Regions from separate parts of the Mus musculus genome. Here region 1 is linked to region 2. A link is a contact called in public Hi-C data. All regions are on one chromosome and are shown on one strand. The core of a region is the stretch at or near the end of the contact, and the rest is flanking DNA. Distances in the headings are between cores, read along the strand shown. Region 1 holds the start of Thsd1 (thrombospondin, type I, domain 1). Region 2 holds the start of Vps36 (vacuolar protein sorting 36).

The links. Hi-C and Micro-C count contacts between places; a contact is called where the count stands out from the background.
Region 1: a contact with region 2 is called in a Hi-C map of the HPC-7 cell line, with 4 times the contacts expected there. The contact joins the promoter of Thsd1 here to the promoter of Vps36 in region 2. A contact is called at or near these places in 4 of 39 promoter capture datasets (the HPC-7 cell line, the SN4741 cell line, embryonic stem cells and 1 more), 8 of 484 Hi-C or Micro-C datasets (CD8 T cells, DN3 thymocytes, the HPC-7 cell line and 5 more), 8 of 115 datasets of contacts at active chromatin or transcription factors (the 230-238 cell line, the HPC-7 cell line, embryonic fibroblasts and 3 more) and 3 of 9 other capture datasets (adipose tissue, liver and pancreatic islet).

The regions. Positions count from the first base shown.
Region 1 is chr8:22,225,826-22,230,048 of GRCm38.p6, forward strand. It overlaps Thsd1 (thrombospondin, type I, domain 1), which reads left to right and starts at 1,478. Exons shown (of 5, transcript NM_019576.2): 1 at 1,478-1,604.
Region 2 is chr8:22,190,525-22,194,331 of GRCm38.p6, forward strand. Vps36 (vacuolar protein sorting 36) reads left to right here and starts at 2,309. Exons shown (of 14, transcript NM_027338.2): 1 at 2,309-2,442. The coding sequence starts at 2,347.

The DNA of each region.
Region 1 (4,223 bases), core at 228-2,727, 34 kb after region 2:
GCAGAGCCTCTCAGGAGACAAGGCTGCTATTTTTAAAATGCATGTAAGATTTAAGTCTCACAACCAAAAAGTGACCTTTTTTTGGTGAGAGTGTCCTTGGGAAGGTTAATACAGAGCAAGGTGCCTTTTGTGTTTCACTGACTCCCCACAAAACTTTAACTGCTATATTCCTTTTATTGCAGAGGAAAGCTGGGATTGGGCAACTCAGGGCTACCTGGAATCACCAAGTGCGACCATAAGACTTTACCCGCTGAACTCTACACAGGCGCTTCCATTGAGATTTTTTTAAATTGCATTTTGTTTTTTGTTTTCAAAACCAATAGTCCCAGGAACTATCTGATGTTCATATGGCAGGCACGAATTTGAAAGGGATCCTACCTTGAGCTGATGAATGACAGAGCAGATCGTATTGACGGCAGTGAGAACTTCCTTGGTCACTTGGTTGATTACTCCCTAGAAAAACTTGACCTTTGATGGCATCTAAGTGACTGCGCTGTCTTTTAAGATCAACTTTCTGCAACTGGCATAATCTCCAAACTTGAGGCGAAATTTACAAGCCAACCATTGGCTCCCCCTCACCAACTTGCTAAGCAAGAGCTCCGCTGCTGCTCTGTATGTAGTGCCTCGCCCACAGTCTGCCTCCAGGAACAGGCTCTCGTTTGTACAGTCCAGGCTGACCAGGTATGTGAAATCCTGTTTCCCCAGTTCCTGAGATTACAGGCACATGCCCCACATCCAGTCTCATGGGTCTGACACATGCACAGTAAATCCACACAACTCGGTCCTAACATGCTTCACTCCTCGAGAGTTTCCTGGTACCTCTTGCTGGGTGCTGGCCATCTAGAGGCTATGCTGATTTCTATTACTAAATTTGTCTGTTAAGTGGTTGTTACACGCAAAAGAAAGCTCACTGCACAGCGCTGGATGGCAAGTGCAGCTGTTAAACCACGTGAAACGTAGCCTCCGGTTCTTTCAGAAAGAAAATACTTGTAGAATAGACTTTTTTAAATGTTTATTTTTAAAATGTTTAATTAACCAAGTTTTGCTCCAGAGGAAGAGAAAGGAAAATGCGCTTTATCTGAAGTATATTCCTTTCAAACTCCAGTGACATTTGGGGGAGCAAGTTTAGAAATTACCCATACCACTTTTTGGCTCTTCTTGTGATCACCCTCCAAAAGAAAATGACATGGGGGAGAAGTGAATGGTTTAAGTGCAAGGCTGCTGGCTCTCTCTTAAAGCACTGGGTCTTTGCAGCGGGAAGTGGACTGTGGGTGTAAATACGTGCTGCACTAGCAGCGACCACACCTCCTAGCAGGGCCTCTGGACCCAGAGTTTCCTGCAGGTTTCCTCTCCACAGGGCAAGCTAGGGGCGGGCAGGAAAGGAAGATGCGCTGCCCAGGAGTGGGAGCGGGGCGGACCTCTTGCGCTTGACCCCCGCCCTCTGAGAGCCCGCCTCGGGGCGTGGTCCCGGCAGCCTGGGAGCGTGCCGGAGCTCTGGACCCGGGCGGGCGTGCAGCTGCGGGACGGGAGATGCTCGGTCAGTCACCCTGTGGCCGCTGAGGCTCCCCTCTCACTTCCGCCGTGCCAGACAGACCCGACCCGAGGTAAGGATCCGAAGCTCAGGTGGCCCACCACCAGGGCGGGCACCTGGCGCAGGCGTGGCCGAATGACGGGACTCTCAAAGGCAGGAGTTCAGATTGGAACCTTTGGAAACTCAACGTTGCGACATACGTTTGTGGCTTTCCAAAAGTCTCTTTCTGGGATACTAACAATAAGCAATGACCTCAGTAACAAGTTTTATGCTGACTACCACTGGACTGGGTTTGCACCCGGGAACTTGAAGCACCTCTGGAAAGTGAGTTGGTAGGAGAGCAGGGCTTCACGGGGGACGCACAGCTCACCCCATGGTTGGGATAGAGAAAGCTTGTTCAGAAGCGCAGCTCTGGGATCCAGATTGCCTCCTAACAGACATTATTCCTGGATCTATACACAGAAGCCTTGCTTGTGAAATTACTTTGTTTCTCCTTCTATTCTTTTATTTTCCTCCTTTTATTCTTTAACGATGTCCTGTGGATATAAATTAATTTTCCTTTGTTGTCGGCTATGAATCATTTAGCTGCTTTCTGAAAAGCTTGGCTTTAAGGGGGGGAGGGGGTGATTCTGTTAGCCATTGAGAATATCCACACACACTTTTCTCCACTTTCTCGGCTGGGACTTTTACTGTTTTTCTTAGCTCCAAAGGTTCAAACCCAGGGTCTCTCACATGCTAGGCAAGTCCTCTACCACCCAAGCCCTATACAAAGCATTTCAAACATCTTGAAAATGTTCCCACTTTCCTACTTTCTTAAAATGATTCTCAGCACCAAACATTTTACTCAGCAACTACTCAGGGAATTGGGGACGTGGTGAAAAAAGGTAATAATCAGTAGTGCCCCCTCCCATTTTAGAGGCTTATTATAATCATCATCATAGTGCATGCCCTAATGCTCAGGTAGACTGCGTTCTATAATTCCATCTCTGTCCAGCTCTAAGTACAGATCATCACACAGGTCTGTATTTAACCACCCATCTTCATAAGCAAGAAAATGCAATCACAGAATCAGTGATGAGAAAGAGTTTTAAGAAGAATATTATCTCCGAGAAGCAAGCCATCCAAGAAAGCTGAGTTCACCTTTCCGGAGGCCGCTGCTAGGTGGTGTCCTATTATGTTGTCTAGGCTGGTCTCAGACTCCTAGGCTTAAGCCATCCTCCTGCCTCAGATTTTGGGGGGAGCTACAGATGCTGGGGCCACCATGGGATGCTTCCTCTGAGTCTTTCATCTGAAGTCTTAAAGTCGTGTTCCCCATCCAAATTCAAGGTAATGATTAGATCAAATCCAAGGCGACTTCCACTAAAACAGAATTTCCTTTTTTGATGCGCTGAGGAAAGGAAGGGAGGCCAATCATCTGCATAGTTAAGCTGCAACCCCCACCCCTTCGTTTTCAGGAAGTGCAGAGTTTCCTTTGTTCTCCTAGCTCTTACTGAACAAAAGCTAATAGAGACACACCAGCTTCCTTCCCACTGAGTGGTGGCTTGTTTCAATCTGCCTGCTTAACTCTGTTAATTCTGTCTTCTATCAGAAGGTATGGAGTCTGTGTTTGCAAAGTTATACACGGGTAGAGATGCGCTTCAGTGGTAGAGAGCTTTCGTGGCCCACATGAGGCCACAAAGAAACTGTTATCTATGAATAACAAGGGACAGTAAGCATTAAGAAAGCATATTTTTTGGTTATGCTTAATAGAGCAGTTGGATTACTAGATTCTAGTACAAAGAAACTACCTTTAAGCGACCCAAGGCTTATTCTGTAGTACTCTAGTATTTCTATCCAGGTACAGTATCCCTTCCTACAATTCACCATGAACCTCAGGCCAGTAAGGTCTTCCCTTGCCCACCTACGTGGTCTGGGAAGATTGCTGCATGAATCAACCATCCCCTGATGCATATCAGCACCACTCATTGGAAGGCTGACAGGGGAAGGTAATTTTTATTTGTCTGTTTTCTCCATAGACTACCCAAACAAGAAAAGCAAGGCCAGATAGAGTTCACATAAAGTTGTAATATACTGAGTGTCTATTGTTTTGTTTTGTTTCTCATTTTGTTAAAAATTAAAAACATTTTTTCTTTTATTGAAAATAGATATTTTCCCCTCATACAATGTATCCTGATTACAGTTTCCTCTTCCCTGCTCCTCCCAGTTCCTCCTCCCTACCTCCCCTCCCATCCAGATCTACTACACCCTTTCTGTCTCTCATTAGAAAACAGGCAACTAAGGAATAATAATAAAATAACATGTAAGAAAAACAAATCAACATATAACAAAATAACCAAACAGGAAAAAGAACCAGAGAAAAAGAACAAGAAATGCACAGAGACAAAGAGACACACACATTCACATTCATACTCACAGGGGTCCTAGCAACACTCAAAACCAGAAGAAACACAATATATATGCAAAGGAACTGTAAGGCTAAAAATAAAAAGAGCCGTGACTTAGCATAATGAAACAAAGACCCTCCAAAGATAGCACTGAGTTCATTTTGTGTTGGCCATCTACTGCTGGACATAGGGTCTTACCCTTAAGCGTGGTTAGTTTCCCCAGTGAGACTCCCTTGGAGAAAACTACATTTTCATTTGCAAGTGGCTATCAGTTGGAGATGGCTTCTGAGTTAGGGATGGGGACTATG
Region 2 (3,807 bases), core at 1,059-3,558:
GAGTCTAAGCCATTGGTGTCCAAGAAATTTTCCCCTGTGTAGGTGTATTTAAGGTTCTCCCCACTTTCTCTTCTATTAGATTCAGTGTATCTGGTTTTATGTGGAGGTCCTTGATCTACATGGACTTGAGCTTTGTACAGGGAGATGAGAATGGATCAGTTTGCATCCTTCTACATGTTGACTGCCACCTGAACCAGCACTATTTGTGGAAAATGCTGTCTTTTTTTCCATTGGATGGTTTTGGCTTCTATGTCAAAGATCAAGTGACCATAGGTGTGTGGGTTTATTTCTGAGTCTTCAATTCTATTCCATTTTCTATTCCATTGATCTACCCGCCTGTCACTCTACCAATACCATGAAGTTTTTATCACTATTACTCTGTAATGCAGCTTGAGGTCAGGGATGGTGATCCCCACAGAAGTTCTTTTATTGTTAAGAATTGTTTTTGATATCCTGAGTTTTTTTGTTATTCCAGATGAATTTGAGAGATTCCACCTCACACAAATCAGAATGGCTAAGATTGAAAACTCAAACCGGGCGTGGTGGCTCACGCCTTTAATCCCAGCACTCGGGAGGCAGAGACAGGCAGATTTCTGAGTTTGAGGCCAGCCTGGTCTACAAAGTGAGTTCCAGGACAGCCAGAGCTACACAGAGAAACCCTGTCTAAAAAAAAAAAAAAAAAAAAAAAAAAAAAAAAAAAAGAAAACTCAGGTGACAGCAGATGCTGGCAAGGATGTAGAGAAAGAGAAACTCATCCATTGCTGTTAGGATTGCAAGCTGATAAAACCACTTTGGAAATCAATCTGGTGGTTCCTGAGAAAATTGGAAATAGTTCTACCTGAAGACCCAGCTATACCACTCCTGGGCATATACCCAAAAGATGTTCCAACATATAACAAGGACACATGTTCCTTTATGTTCACAGCTGCCTTATTTATAACAGCCAGAAGCTGGAAAGAACCCAGATGTCCTTCAACAGAGGAATGGATACAGAAAATGTGGTATATTTACACAATGAAGTACTATTCAGCTATTAAAAATAATGACTTCATGAAATTCTTAGGCAAACAGAACTAGAAAATATCATCCTGAATGAGGTAACCCACAAAAGAACACACGTGGTATGCAGTCACTGATAACTGGATATTAGCCCAAAAGCTCAGAATACCCAAGATACAATTCACAGACCACATGAAGCTCAAGAAGAAGGAAGACCAAAGTGTGGATACTTCAATCCTTCTTAGAAGGGGGAACAAAATATCCATGGAAGGAGTTACAGAGACAAAGTGTGAAGCAGAGAGTGAAGGAAAGACCATCCAGAGACTGCCCCACCTGGGAATCCATCCCATATACAGTTACCAAACCCAGACACTATTGTGGATGCCAAGAAGTGCTTGCTGACAGAAGCCTGATATAACTGTCTCCTGAGAGGCTCTGCCAGAGCCTGACAAATACAGAGGGGGATGCTCTCAGCCAACCATTGTAAACCATATGTAGCAGATGATGGCCTTATCTGACATCAATAGGAGGGGAGGCCCCTGGTCCTGCGGAGGTTTGATGCTCCAGTGTAGGCAGGAGTAGGTGAGTGGGTGGAGGAGCACCCTCATAGAGGCAAAGGGGACGGAGGAGAAGGGGAGATGGGATGAGGGGTTGTGGACGTGTAACTGGGACGGGGGAATATAATTTCCAATGTAAATGAATAAAATGATTAATACAAAAAAGAAAATTATTTTTTATGTGTATGGGTATATTGCCTTCATGTATATCTGTCGCATTAAATGCATGTTTGGTGCTTTATTTCCATGTCACCTCCATCTATCTGGAGCTATTGGTCATTTTTTAAAGGTGGGTGGGTAGGTGGGTGAGGTGGTTCAGCTGGTAAGGGAGCCTGCTGCTAAGCCTCATAACCTAAGTTTGATCTCCCAAGATCCACACGGTCAAAGGAGCAGCTCTCATTAAACATCCTCTGACTCCCACAGGCTAGCCCTTGCATGTTCCCGACGCACACAAACCCTCATAAAATAAACAGAATGTAATAAAAATTAGACTAAAACAAAAACCGGAGAAGAGTGTATTACATAATATGCTGGTTACAGATATATTAAACACAACCTCTGCTGTCAACACTTATTTGGGAAGAAATAAAAAAAAAGTCCTTATTTACAGCTTTTAACAAGCATGTCAACAAGTTTGGCAGTGACAGGGGAGCAAATGTGCACGCGAGTGGCAGCCGCCAGGGGGCGCCGCCTGTCCGTGTCGGGGCGCCCCACCCCCGCCGGCCACCAGGGAGCGCCGCTCGCAGCCCGGGAGCACCGGCGAGCGGCAGAAGCCGGCCGGGTGGCGGCCATGGACCGCTTCGTGTGGACCAGCGGCCTCCTGGAGATCAACGAGACCCTGGTTATCCAGCAGCGCGGGGTGCGCGTCTACGACGGCGAGGAGAAGGTAGGGAGGAGGCCGCGCCGACCCGCGGCCCTCGTGCTGGGCAGGGCCTCACCCTCGGCCCTGGGGCTACCGGCCTCGGCCCGCCGCTCCAGCCGCACGGTGGACAGCGGAGCCGGGGCGCGGGCGAGCGGAGGTCTCGGCGGGTCGCAGCCCGGGACGGTACAGTTCCGCCTTGTGGCGAGCGAGCGCGCCACCGGAACGCCGTCCCCACCCTCCTGCTGGACCGGTGATGATTTGTTCTGGGCTGAGCCGGGGTCCCTCGCCCGGAAGGATTTCCGAAGGAGGCAGCAGGGTCCAGCCCCATGGGGTTTTCTGCTTGCTTTGTAATTACTTTAGGAAGTGGGCTTGAGGCTTCGTGTTCTGTTCTAGGAAGTCATGCAGTGAGCCCTTGCCTTGGAATGCAAGCTTAAATCTTAAGAGCCGGGCTCGCGAAGGATAAGAGAAAAACAACGAATTCATGTATTCTGTGCCTGGAAACCACATGCCATCTTGTCCTGAATTAAATGTACGACCTGAAATCAGGAGTGGCAAAAGAGCTCGCGTCCCCAAAAGCACTTTTAGTCTCCAGTTTTCACTTGAGGCATTCTGTCTTCCTCGCTGTGGTGGAAATGAAACCTCCCTCGCTCTGGAGTTTGATACACCTAGTCAGTGCTTACAGCTAACCCAGGTCCGCTCTGACTTAGGGTATTTTCCTATTGTTTTCGAGGCAAGCTCTTATCCGAGACTGCTTCAGTAAAGTTTGATTTACTTTTTAAGTAAACTTAGACTGTTCTGGGTTTGAGTAGCAAGTAAAAACCAGCCTAACTGGTCTGTCAGGTTGAGATAATAATCCACGGGAGACCCCAAAAGGGAACGATTGAGCAATCTCTTCACTACAGCAACAGCCTTTCACATTCCCCCTTGCTCCTTGACACAGCAGTGGTACAGACTCTGGCTTGAGCTTTAAATGTATAGCCTAAGCTTTGATTTCTAGAGGAAAAATGCAATGGTTCTTAGAACTGTGTGATCTACGGGCACATCGTGCACTTTCTCCTCTTTCTTTCTGTCTTTCTTTCTTTCTTTCTTTCTTCTCTCTCTCTCTCTCTCTCTCTCTCTCTCTCTCTCTCTCTTTCTTTCTATAGGGTTTCTCTGTATAGGCCCGACTGTCCTGGAACTCACTCTGTGGAACGGGCTGGCCTCGAACTCAGAAATCCGCCTGCCTCTGCCTCCCAAGTGCTGGGATTAAAAGAGTGCCCCACCACTGAGCGGCCATCGTGCACTTTCAAGTTAACATTTGTTTTGGAAATGTGAATTTTTACTAATTAACAAAAAAGAGATTCTTAAATTCGGTTGTTTGGTTTTGTGTAAGTCAGATTGGCTGAGACA